3 separate regions of the Sus scrofa genome follow, and regions 1 and 3 are each linked to region 2. The links are chromatin contacts, called in public Hi-C maps. All regions are on one chromosome and are shown on one strand. Each heading gives the region's core, a stretch centred on a gene start, on an enhancer-like site or on the middle of the called end of the contact. The rest is flanking DNA. Distances are from core to core; before and after follow the strand shown. Region 1 holds the start of SFT2D1 (SFT2 domain containing 1). Region 2 holds the start of FGFR1OP (FGFR1 oncogene partner). Region 3 has its middle 15 kb from the start of MPC1.

Region 1 (3,201 bases), core at 526-3,025, 460 kb after region 2:
TGAAACAGTAGATATTTCCACAGGACCATCTAAACTGGAGAGCAAAACCGTGAGGACCCTGGAGTAGTGTATTTACAGAAAGCTCCAAGAGTCTCTGGAACTCATGCTAGACAGGCAGCCCTAGTTTTTCATCCCTGCTCAGCACCGTAGAGAATAAGAGATGAAAGTCACCGCCCCATGTGAAGTGTTTACACAAGTTCAAAGGTTTGCAGTGTTTGTGCAAAATTGGAAAGGTGGGTTGGACTAGCTGTTCCTCTTTAGGTAGGGTTTCACACTTTTAATTTTTTTTTTTTTTTTTTGTCTTTTTCTCCTTTTAGGGCCACACCCGCGGCATGTGGAGGTTCCCAGGCTAGGGGCTGAATTGGAGCTACAGCTGCCGGCCTACACCACAGCCACAGCAATGCAGGATCTGAGCTGTGTCTGTGACCTACACCACAGCTCATGGCAACGCCGGATCCTTAACCCACTGAGTGAGGCCAGGGATGGAACCCGCAATCTCATTGTTCCTAGTTGGATTCGTTTCCGCTGCGCCAAGAGGGGAACCCCAGGGTTCCACATTTTCAAAGCTGGAAAATGAGCTGAGTGAAAAAAAAAAACACTTCTCACAAGGAAAAAGGAATAAGGCAGCCTTTTGCCTTTTCTTCTGAGGTATTTTGAAGTAAAACTGACCTTAGAACAACAGATTTGAACCGCCTGGGGCCACTTACACGTGGATTTTTTTTTCAATAGTGAATACTACAACACTGTGGGATCCTCTGTGGGTTGAACCTGAGGATGCAGGACCAAGGATACAGAGGAGCGGAGGATGTGGTTGAAGAGGCTGTGCACGAACCACACGCATGGAGAGCTGGCTGGAGGCTGTACACCCACTCTAAACTACAGGGAGGGCCGGAACCCCAACCCCCACAGGGTTCAAGGTCAACTGTTATATCTATTCTTGTTTCACCTTGAAAAGTAGGTGAGTATAACTATCCAGCTCCCAACGCCGCACCACAGGGCAGGGCTGAAGTCAGAGCACAGAACTGCTGGCCCCCAAGGCCTGCCCGCTGTCTCCTTTCAAGCAAAGATATTTTGAGAACTGCAGTTCAGAACCGAACTCCTGCCAGTACCCTCACACTGGCCCCCAGCATTCTTCTGCTGTCAGGTCTGGACGCAGGTCTGTGGCACTGGAGCTCCAGGCTACAGAACCAGTTCCCGCGTCTGAGCCCTGGACCTCGGTCTGCAGGCCTAGACGTCGATCGGGTCAAAGTCCTGGACGTGGGTCTGAGCACTGGGCCTGAGGTCTACAGCACTGGTTCTCGCTCTGCAGTACTGGATGTGGGTCTGCAGCATTCCATGTCGGGCCCGCAGGGACAGACTTCTGGTCCGGGCACTGGATCCCGGGTCCGCAGGTCCGGGCACTGGATCCCGGGTCCGCGGGCCCGGACGTGGGTCCGAGGCACAGGTGAGGATCCCCGTTCGTTGTGTGCATTCATTCAACAAACGCGAGCTGTGCGCCCGCTGGGCCAGACTCCCGTGGGTGGGAGGCAGCGACTGCTGGACCCGAGCGCGGGTGACCTGCGGCTCTCCGCTTCCCTGCGTGACCGCTTCCGCCCCGGGGCCAGGAGGAAGCCAGCGCAGCGCGGAGGCGCAGCCCGACGCGGTTGCCCGCAGCCGCAGGGCTCAGACGGGCCCGCGGCGCAACCCGGCGCGCATGCGCGCGCTGCTACGGCGGCCGCAGGGGCCGCTCCGATTCGCCGGAAGCGAAAGACCCGGACTTCCGGTCGGCCCGTGGAGTTTCAGGTTCCGGGTTTCCGGGTGAACGAGAGCGGCTGGGGAGTGAGTGGCCGCCGCTGCGGCGGGGAGCAGGGCCATGGAGAAGCTGCGGCGGGTCCTGAGCGGCCAGGACGACGAGGAGCAGGGCCTGACTGCGCAGGTAGGGAGCCGGCGCCCGGCCCCGGGGTGAACGTGTGCTGGGGCGGGACCGCGCAGCGTGGGCGGCTGGGCCTCCTCTACCTGCCCAGGTGATGCGGGAGGGCGCCACCCGCCTGCCGGGAAGAATTTGAGGCGCTTTCCAGGTTTTCATGGAGCCCACTTTGGGACCCCCTCCCCCTATTTGACCTTGTGACTTCTAGGGACCCCCTTTACTATCTGTCTCCCTCTCCCAAATAACCTCTCTGCCCCCGTGCTCCTCTTCCCCAGCCTCCGCTTGGTTTCCTGCGCCTGGTGTGGGCTCCGAACTCGGGCTGGCAGCGCAGTAGGTGTGCAGGTACTTGTCCTGCCAGCTGCTGAAGCCGAAATCTTACAGCTTCATTGCATCCTTTAGCCTCGGTTATTAAATGAACTGTTGTGAATGTGTATGTGTCTTTTGGAAGCAGGGAGACCGGAGGGAGAAAAAAAGCAGGTCATTGAGAAGTGAAATAATGCTAAATTAAAAGTTGTCTGTTGAGCCCTGTTAAGGGATTTTTTTTTTTTTTTTTTTAAGAAAAAAAGCAACCCTTGTCTCCATGCTTTACCCAGGAGACTTGATAAGGGTTACTTCCTCTGCTAAGAGGGTTAAAAATAGTGCAGCAGGAACTGCTTTGTAAGTATTTTTGTTATATGCATACTGACAAATTCTCGTTTGCTTGTCACAAAAGTGGAACATTTAAAAACAAAACAATGTTACATAAGGATCTTTTATTTGTCTTTTTTCCTGTCCTAACTTCCTTCCTTGTTGTCATAATTATTCAGCACTTCTTGTGAACAGGATCCTGGACTAGGTAGGCTCTTAGTGTTCTAAGCCTAGAAGTCAAGCATCTCCTCTAAGTGAATTCTAACGAGTTTGGTAAATCATAATGATAATACAAGAACCCATAAATAGTAATATGGGAAACGTACATTAGATAGCCATGGCTTATCCAACTCATTGATTTTTAAAAAAAATTTTTTCCCTGTTTTTGGCCGTACCCTTGGCACTCGGAAGTTCCCAGCCAGGGACCACATCCAAGTCCTATCTGCAACCTCCGCCACAGCTGCAGCAATACCGGATCCTGAACCCCTTGCACGGAGCTGGAAGTGCATGGCAACACCATGGAGACGAGCTGGGTCATTAACCCACTGCACCCCAGTGGGAACTCCCCCACCTCATTTATCAAACCACTGTCTTCTGCTTTACATTCTGTGATAGATCTGTGCTCTGCAAACAGTAGCCATAGCTATAAGTGGCTGTTTAAATTTAAG
Region 2 (3,063 bases), core at 535-3,034:
TAACGAATCTGACTAGGAACCATGTGGTTTCGGGTTCAATCCCTGGCCTCCCTCAGTGGGTTAAGGATCCTGCGTTGCTGTGGCTCTGGCGTAGGCCGGCAGCTACAGCTCCGATTAGACCCCTAGCCTGGGAACCTCCATATGCAGCGGGAGCAGCCCTAGAAAAGGCAAAAAGACAAAAATAAATAAATAAGTAAAATAAAATAACTCAGGGGCCAGATAACCTGGGGGAAAGCTGCCTCCTACCCCCTCCACCTGGTGGGGATTCGCAGGCATATGGGCAGGTTAAAGGTTCTGACCGATCCTGCGGTAAACTTGTTGACAATGAAACCTTTTCTTCCTGCTTTAACCTGTGTTTCAGATGTCCCCAGCGGAGAGGGACCTATGAAATTTAGCACCGGCCTTAACTTTCTTTACCCCCAAACTCTAAAATATACACGAAGAGAGAATAATCTTGACTCTCTCCCAACACTAAAGTTCAAAATCATCCTTGGCTATGCCCCACTATACACAACATTTAGAATGGTTTTTGGGCAATTAGAAATTAACCATAGGAGTTCCCGTCGTGGCGCAGTGGTTAACGAATCCGACGAGGAACCACGAGGTTGAGGGTTAGGTCCCTGCCCTTGCTCAGTGGGTTAACGATCCGGCGTTGCCCTGAGCTGTGGTGTAGGTTGCAGACGTGGCTCGGATCCCGCGTTGCTGTGGCTCTGGCGTAGGCCGGTGGCTACAGCTCCGATTCAACCCCTGGCCTGGGAACCTCCATATGCCGAGGGAGCGGCCCAAGAAATAGCAACAACAACAACAACAACAACAACAACAAAAAAGACAAAAAAAAAAAAAAAAAAGAAAAAGAAATTAACCATAAAGGAACACAGTCATTACGATTTGTCGATTTCATACCTCTACTTTTTCCTGCTCCTCTAGTGCTAAAAACACAGCAGCTCGGAGTTCGGCCTTTGAAAAGGGAGGGAGGTGCGGTGAGGAAAGGAACAAAAATTATCAAGGCAATTTTCATAACAAGAAGCGCACACGCGGCAATTTCAAAACTCAAAACGAAAAGGGGCAGGTTGATAGTGCTTAGTCGGCAGGTGCACAGACACGTCGGAAAGCGTCCTGAGACGCCGTGAAGAAAGGGACCTGTGGTTCCCAAGTCCCCCATCCTGCCCTGGGGTGTCTCTCAGCACCCACCTCTCTGGTTTACGCTCTGTAAGTCCATTTACAGGTGGAGACGCTCGCCGCCCGACAGCTGAGACCAAAGGCGGGGAAGAGCCAGGGAGCATGCGGCGTTGGACCCCCGGACGCCGGGGGCGGGGGGCAGCCGGGGACTGGACCCCCGGACGCCGTGTGGGGACGGGGTGGGGGCAGCCGGGGACTGGACGCCGGGGTCGGCCTCCTCCGACTAAGGCTGGCCGGGCCGTGAGGCTCCCCGGGAGTGACCCTTGACCCCGCGTGGACCGCTCCGAGGGAGCCCGCGGGCTCGGACCTCAGCCCCGGCGGTACTGCCGACGCGCCCCGCGCCCCTTTGTGATGCTCGCCGTCCACAAAGGCCCCGCGGCCCGCAAGCGCGGCCGGCCTCCCCTCCTCCGGGCCCCGGTCTCCCGCCCTACCTTGATGCGGTTCAGGACCCCGCTGTTCTCCAGCGTCTGCACCAGCAGGTCCCGCAGCTCGGTGTCCTCCTCCGCCACCACCGCGGCCGCCGTCGCCGCCATCTTGCTTCTCCAAGACAACCGCCCAAGCCGCGCCAACGGCCGACGCCGCAGCCCGCACGGCGCGTAGGCACGCAGCCGAGACCACGCCCCCGACGCTGGCGCGCGGCCCGCCCCCGTCGGGGCGGGGCCTCGGGACGCCGCCAGGTGGGCGGGGCCTCGGGGGCGGGATCTTCAGAGGCGTGGGCGGTGAACCCGCGGTTCTGGGGATCCGCGCCGGGCCGGGCCGCGGAGGTTGGGTAAAGAGAGGTGTTTGAAGTGTTTCAGGTGTGCCTGCAGGCTGCTGCTGTGGACGCGCGTGCTGGAATCCGGGGCAAGGTCCTGAGTCTGCTACTGCTTTCCAAGGTGCGGCCGAAATGTGTGAGTACAGGTGTGCACGCTTACTGAGAGGCATGTGCTTACGTGCGTGTGTGTGCAGGTGTGCACGCTCATCGAGAGGGCACATTCACACGGTGCGGCGCAGTGAAGGGTATATGCAGTATGCCGTTGTGCTGTTCTTCACACTCTGTGTGCTCGCACAGTTTTGCAATAACGGGGAAGGTGAGGGGTTTCACAACTACCTTAAAGGAGAAAATACAGATTCTAGAATTCCCCGGGACTCTCACTCCGTGGGTCTGTAGCGGGTCTTAAGGAATCATTTTCTCAGGGAATACGGGTGGTCTGCAGATTCTCGTGAGATACAAATGCTATTTGTCAAGTAAGAAAGTAAAAGTCGAGGTGTCCTGACCAGCCCATCTCCTCCTCCACAGGCAGCATCTGTTCAAATTGGTATAGGTCTTTCCAGACAACCTTATACATAGATACGTTACATACACGCAAGTACTTTTTCCACTCTCCTAATTTGGAGCCTATGCTTACTGAGTTTCTATAACGTCTTTTGATGTATATATTTATAGATTGAGCCTCATTCTTTTTAACTTCTGGGTAATATTCCATTAAAGGGTGTTTGAAAGTTGTTTTTTTGTTGTTGTTTTTTTTGTAATTAGACCATGTCTCATTTGCCTTTGTTTTGTTTGTTGTGGAAGTAACTCATACCAATGGTTAAAAATCCAAACAGAAGGGAGAAACATTAAAAGTCTCTGTGTCCACCCTACCTACTCACCTATCACCTGCGTATTGTAGACCCAACTACAATTTCTTTCTAGGTCTTCTGGTTCTTTTCATTATAGCTGTAAATGATGTACGTCCTGACCCGTCAACCACGAACAGTATCTTTTCAAAGGGTAAGAATATATTTTCTCTTTCAACTCCTAAGTTTAAAAATTACATTACTTTTAGTTCCAACGGGGGAAAATTTTGTGACTTTATCTGAATCATTATTTATAAAAGTACCTCTTACCTGCTGGCTCCCCGC
Region 3 (3,122 bases), core at 180-2,679, 410 kb after region 2:
ACCCCTAGCCTGGGAACCTCCGTATGCCGCAGGAGCGGCCCAAAGAAATAGCAAAAAGACAAAAAAAAAGTCCTCTGGTCACCTTCGTGCAGAACCCGTTGTCTAGATTCAAATGCAGCTGGACACCTGTCCCGAGTCTGGCCAACCCAGGCCATTAGCCGTATTTGCTTCCCAAGACGCTGAGAACACGAGGCGTGTAAGGAGCCGTGGCTGGGCTCCTGGCTGCGGGGCGGCCTCCAGGTCTCCCGACTCTGGGGCCCCCACATCCCCGGTGTTGCATCCGGTCTGTGACCTCCTGGGTGAAGTGCTTAAATGTCGAGTGCGAGGGCGGCTCGGGGCTCGGGATCCCCGGTTGGAGGCCGGGCGTGGTTCCAGCTCCCCCGCCGCCCACGTGGCGAGGACGTGTCCCGTCCCAGACCTCAGCTCCCTTGGCCTGACACGGGAGGGGGCGCCAGTGTTTCAGGTTGTCGGTGCTTTTACAGAGGGACAGTAATTGCACACTTGACGTGTGAAAACTCAGACGAAATAGAGGTCCCTTCATGGCAGAGATTCACTAAAGCAAAATGCGTTTCCTGAGCATGGACCCCACGCTGTCGCTGTCCTGGGAGGCTCAGCAGCCACAGAGCAAGGCTCCCTCTCGTGAAGTTCGGCTTCCAGCAGGAGAGACGGAAAATAAACCAGAACTACAACCACACACAGCAGGTGCCCAGGCGCTGAGCCCTGTAAGGAGCAGACCCAGGGGAGCGTCGGTTATATTCCGGAAGGTAAATCCAAAACACACTCGAATCCTTGGAGTTCCTGCTGTGGCGCAGTGGGTTAAGGATCTGACTGCAACAGCTCAGGTCGCTGCAGAGGTGCAGCTTTGATCCCTGCTTTGATCCTGTAGGTTACAGCTGCGGCTCAGATTCAAGGAACTTCAATACGCCACAGGTACAGCCATAAAATAAAATTAAAAAATAAAACGCAACACTAACCCTTAATGTTTGCCGGTTTTTCTCAGCGGCAGGTATGACCAACCTTTCAATGGAGAGCCCATGACTTTTGCAGTTTTATTTAATTGATTCCCGAGTAATGGCTGTAATTTAGGGTCTAACTCAAGAGCACTCATTTATGACATAGATCCAATTTGAATATAGATTTGTCATTTCACTATGATGTGAAAAAACATTAAATAAATATGGGACATAGAAATAATCTCAAACATGTTTTTATCACGCCTGAGCGTGGGCAAAAAAAGGCACGATTTTCAAATTACAGCTACTATAGTGGTAGAAACAGCAGCAGCACTCAGCTCAGGAGCCTCGTTAGCAGCAAGCTCCATTCATTTCAGTGGTTTCCCACGAATTTTATTGCACAGTCTTCTTTCCTGAGGGAATAGGAAGCCAGCTCGGCTCCTGACCTCAGCCTCCTGGGCTCTGCTTTGGGCTTGGGATGGATTGCGCAACTGGCAACTTTGATCTCAGGCGGACACGACGAGACTCACCGACTTTCAAAACTCTGCGTCTTTAAACTGTGGGCTTAGAAACTGGATGGATCAGGTTTTGTTTTTAAATAACTGTTGAAAAGGTTACGTGCTCAGATTGAAGAGAAGATTTGTTTTAAGAGAAATTAAGGTCAGAGTTGGGCTGCTCACATCTCTTGAAAACACATTTTTAGAGCCGAAGGTTTTGCCAACAGCATAAACTCGAGTCTAGTTACAAAATATCCCCACTGACAGCCGGCAAACATCCAAAGAACTCCAAGAGTCACGTCGAATCTGCAAGACGGATGTGGACAGAGGCGGGAAGCTCATGCCCTGAGAAGATTAGTGGTGAGCTGGTCCGCGGTGGCCTCACAGCAACCCCGAGCTTATCGACCGAAGAAGCCGGGGAGGCTCAGCCGTCCAGACCGAGTTCACTGGGCTGGACCTCGGGTCCCCGTCCCCAGAACGTCCCAGGGGGTTCAGACCTCCTTTCCCTCCCCCAGGACTCCTCCTGTGGCCCTCGGGCAGGCAGGGCATCTCCGGGTGTCCCCTGGCTCCGGGGTCCCGGGACTCCTGATGGCTGATGGGGACGTGGAAAGGAGGGGCCACAGCAGGGCGTCCAGGGCATCGGAGAGGACAGCGCCCTGAGCCGCAGCGGGCAGCGCCTCCCACAGGCCGACGCGGGCTCTTCTCCAGGCACCAGGCACGAGGGACGCCAAAGCGACCAGCCAACGAAGCTCTCCGGCCTCTGTCAGCTTTCTTCCTGCTGAGGGGAAGCAGAAAAAGCAACGAGCACAAAGGCTGCAGCCGTCACCGGGCGCTGGGTGCCGTGTGGAAACAGCCAGGATGGGGCAGGGGTGGCAAAGTTCAACAGGGTTGGGGGCATCACTGAGAAGAGGCATCGAAGGAGCTGGGGGGTCAGTGAGCGGGGCGGGGGGCCCGCAAGGCAGGCGGAGGCTTTTAAATGTCCAAGGTGAGAGTCCTCCTGAGGGAGTTCCTGTTGTGGCTCAGCAGGTCCAAACCCAAACCCCAATATCCATGAGGATGCAGGTTCAATCCCTGGCCTCGCTCAGTGGATTAAGGATCGGCGTTGCTGTGGCTGTGGTGTCGGCCAGCAGCTGTGGCTTCAATTCGACCCCTGGCCTGGGAACTTCTATATGCCGCAGGTGCGGCTCTTAAAAAAACATAATGTAAAAAGATTCCTCATGAGAAGTTCCGGCAAAGCAGACCTTAATCGAGCCGATCTGCTCAATCACTATCTTGTCGCATTTACACGGATGTTTCCTGAGTCCGAGTTGATAGACAGTCCTGCTGCACACCGGTGGTTAGAAACGGGTGACTCGAGAAGCCGTGTTTCAGGAGAACCTGGAAGGCCCTCTTGTGTATCAGATTCTAGTCCCGTTCCTTGTGCTTTGTGGGGACTTGTCTTGTTTTCCCCTAGAAACACTTATTTGCGGGGTCTAGGGTGCAGCCTCGCCCTCACCGAGACGCACACCCCCCTTCCTCCCTGGAGCCAGAAGGCCCTGGTTCTCAACCACGGGGGCCCAGCCTCGGGCTGAGGGACCGCGTGTCTGCTCCCCACGCCTCCTCTCTCCATCCAGCCCTTCCTCCACTCGCTCCGCCGGGAGGAACAGCAGTGGGAAGCAGCAAAGTAAACTCT

What was found. A called contact is a pair of places that touch in the nucleus more often than the background predicts.
Region 1: a Hi-C map of liver shows a contact between it and region 2, with 2.3 times the contacts expected there. The contact joins the promoter of SFT2D1 here to the promoter of FGFR1OP in region 2. A contact is called at or near these places in 1 of 5 promoter capture datasets (liver) and 18 of 47 Hi-C or Micro-C datasets (adipose tissue, alveolar macrophages, blood and 10 more).
Region 3: a Hi-C map of liver shows a contact between it and region 2, with 7 times the contacts expected there. The contact joins the enhancer-like site here to the promoter of FGFR1OP in region 2. A contact is called at or near these places in 1 of 5 promoter capture datasets (liver) and 1 of 47 Hi-C or Micro-C datasets (liver).

The regions. Positions count from the first base shown.
Region 1 is chr1:2,575,040-2,578,240 of Sscrofa11.1, forward strand. It overlaps SFT2D1 (SFT2 domain containing 1), which reads left to right and starts at 1,776. Exons shown (of 8, transcript NM_001244534.1): 1 at 1,776-1,915. The coding sequence starts at 1,853.
Region 2 is chr1:2,119,048-2,122,110 of Sscrofa11.1, forward strand. It overlaps FGFR1OP (FGFR1 oncogene partner), which reads right to left and starts at 1,785. Exons shown (of 14, transcript XR_002342214.1): 1 at 1,611-1,785; 2 at 904-957. LOC102157461 (a long non-coding RNA gene) reads left to right here and starts at 1,889. Exons shown (of 3, transcript XR_002342227.1): 1 at 1,889-2,054; 2 at 2,855-3,063.
Region 3 is chr1:2,524,637-2,527,758 of Sscrofa11.1, forward strand. No RefSeq gene overlaps it. Among named protein-coding and RNA genes, the nearest start is that of MPC1, 15 kb to the right of the region's middle. Within about 2 kb of position 1,430, at least 17 of the 83 cell types and tissues checked have an H3K27ac peak or open chromatin away from gene starts, as enhancers often do. A contact at or near this core is called in liver, where this site is marked.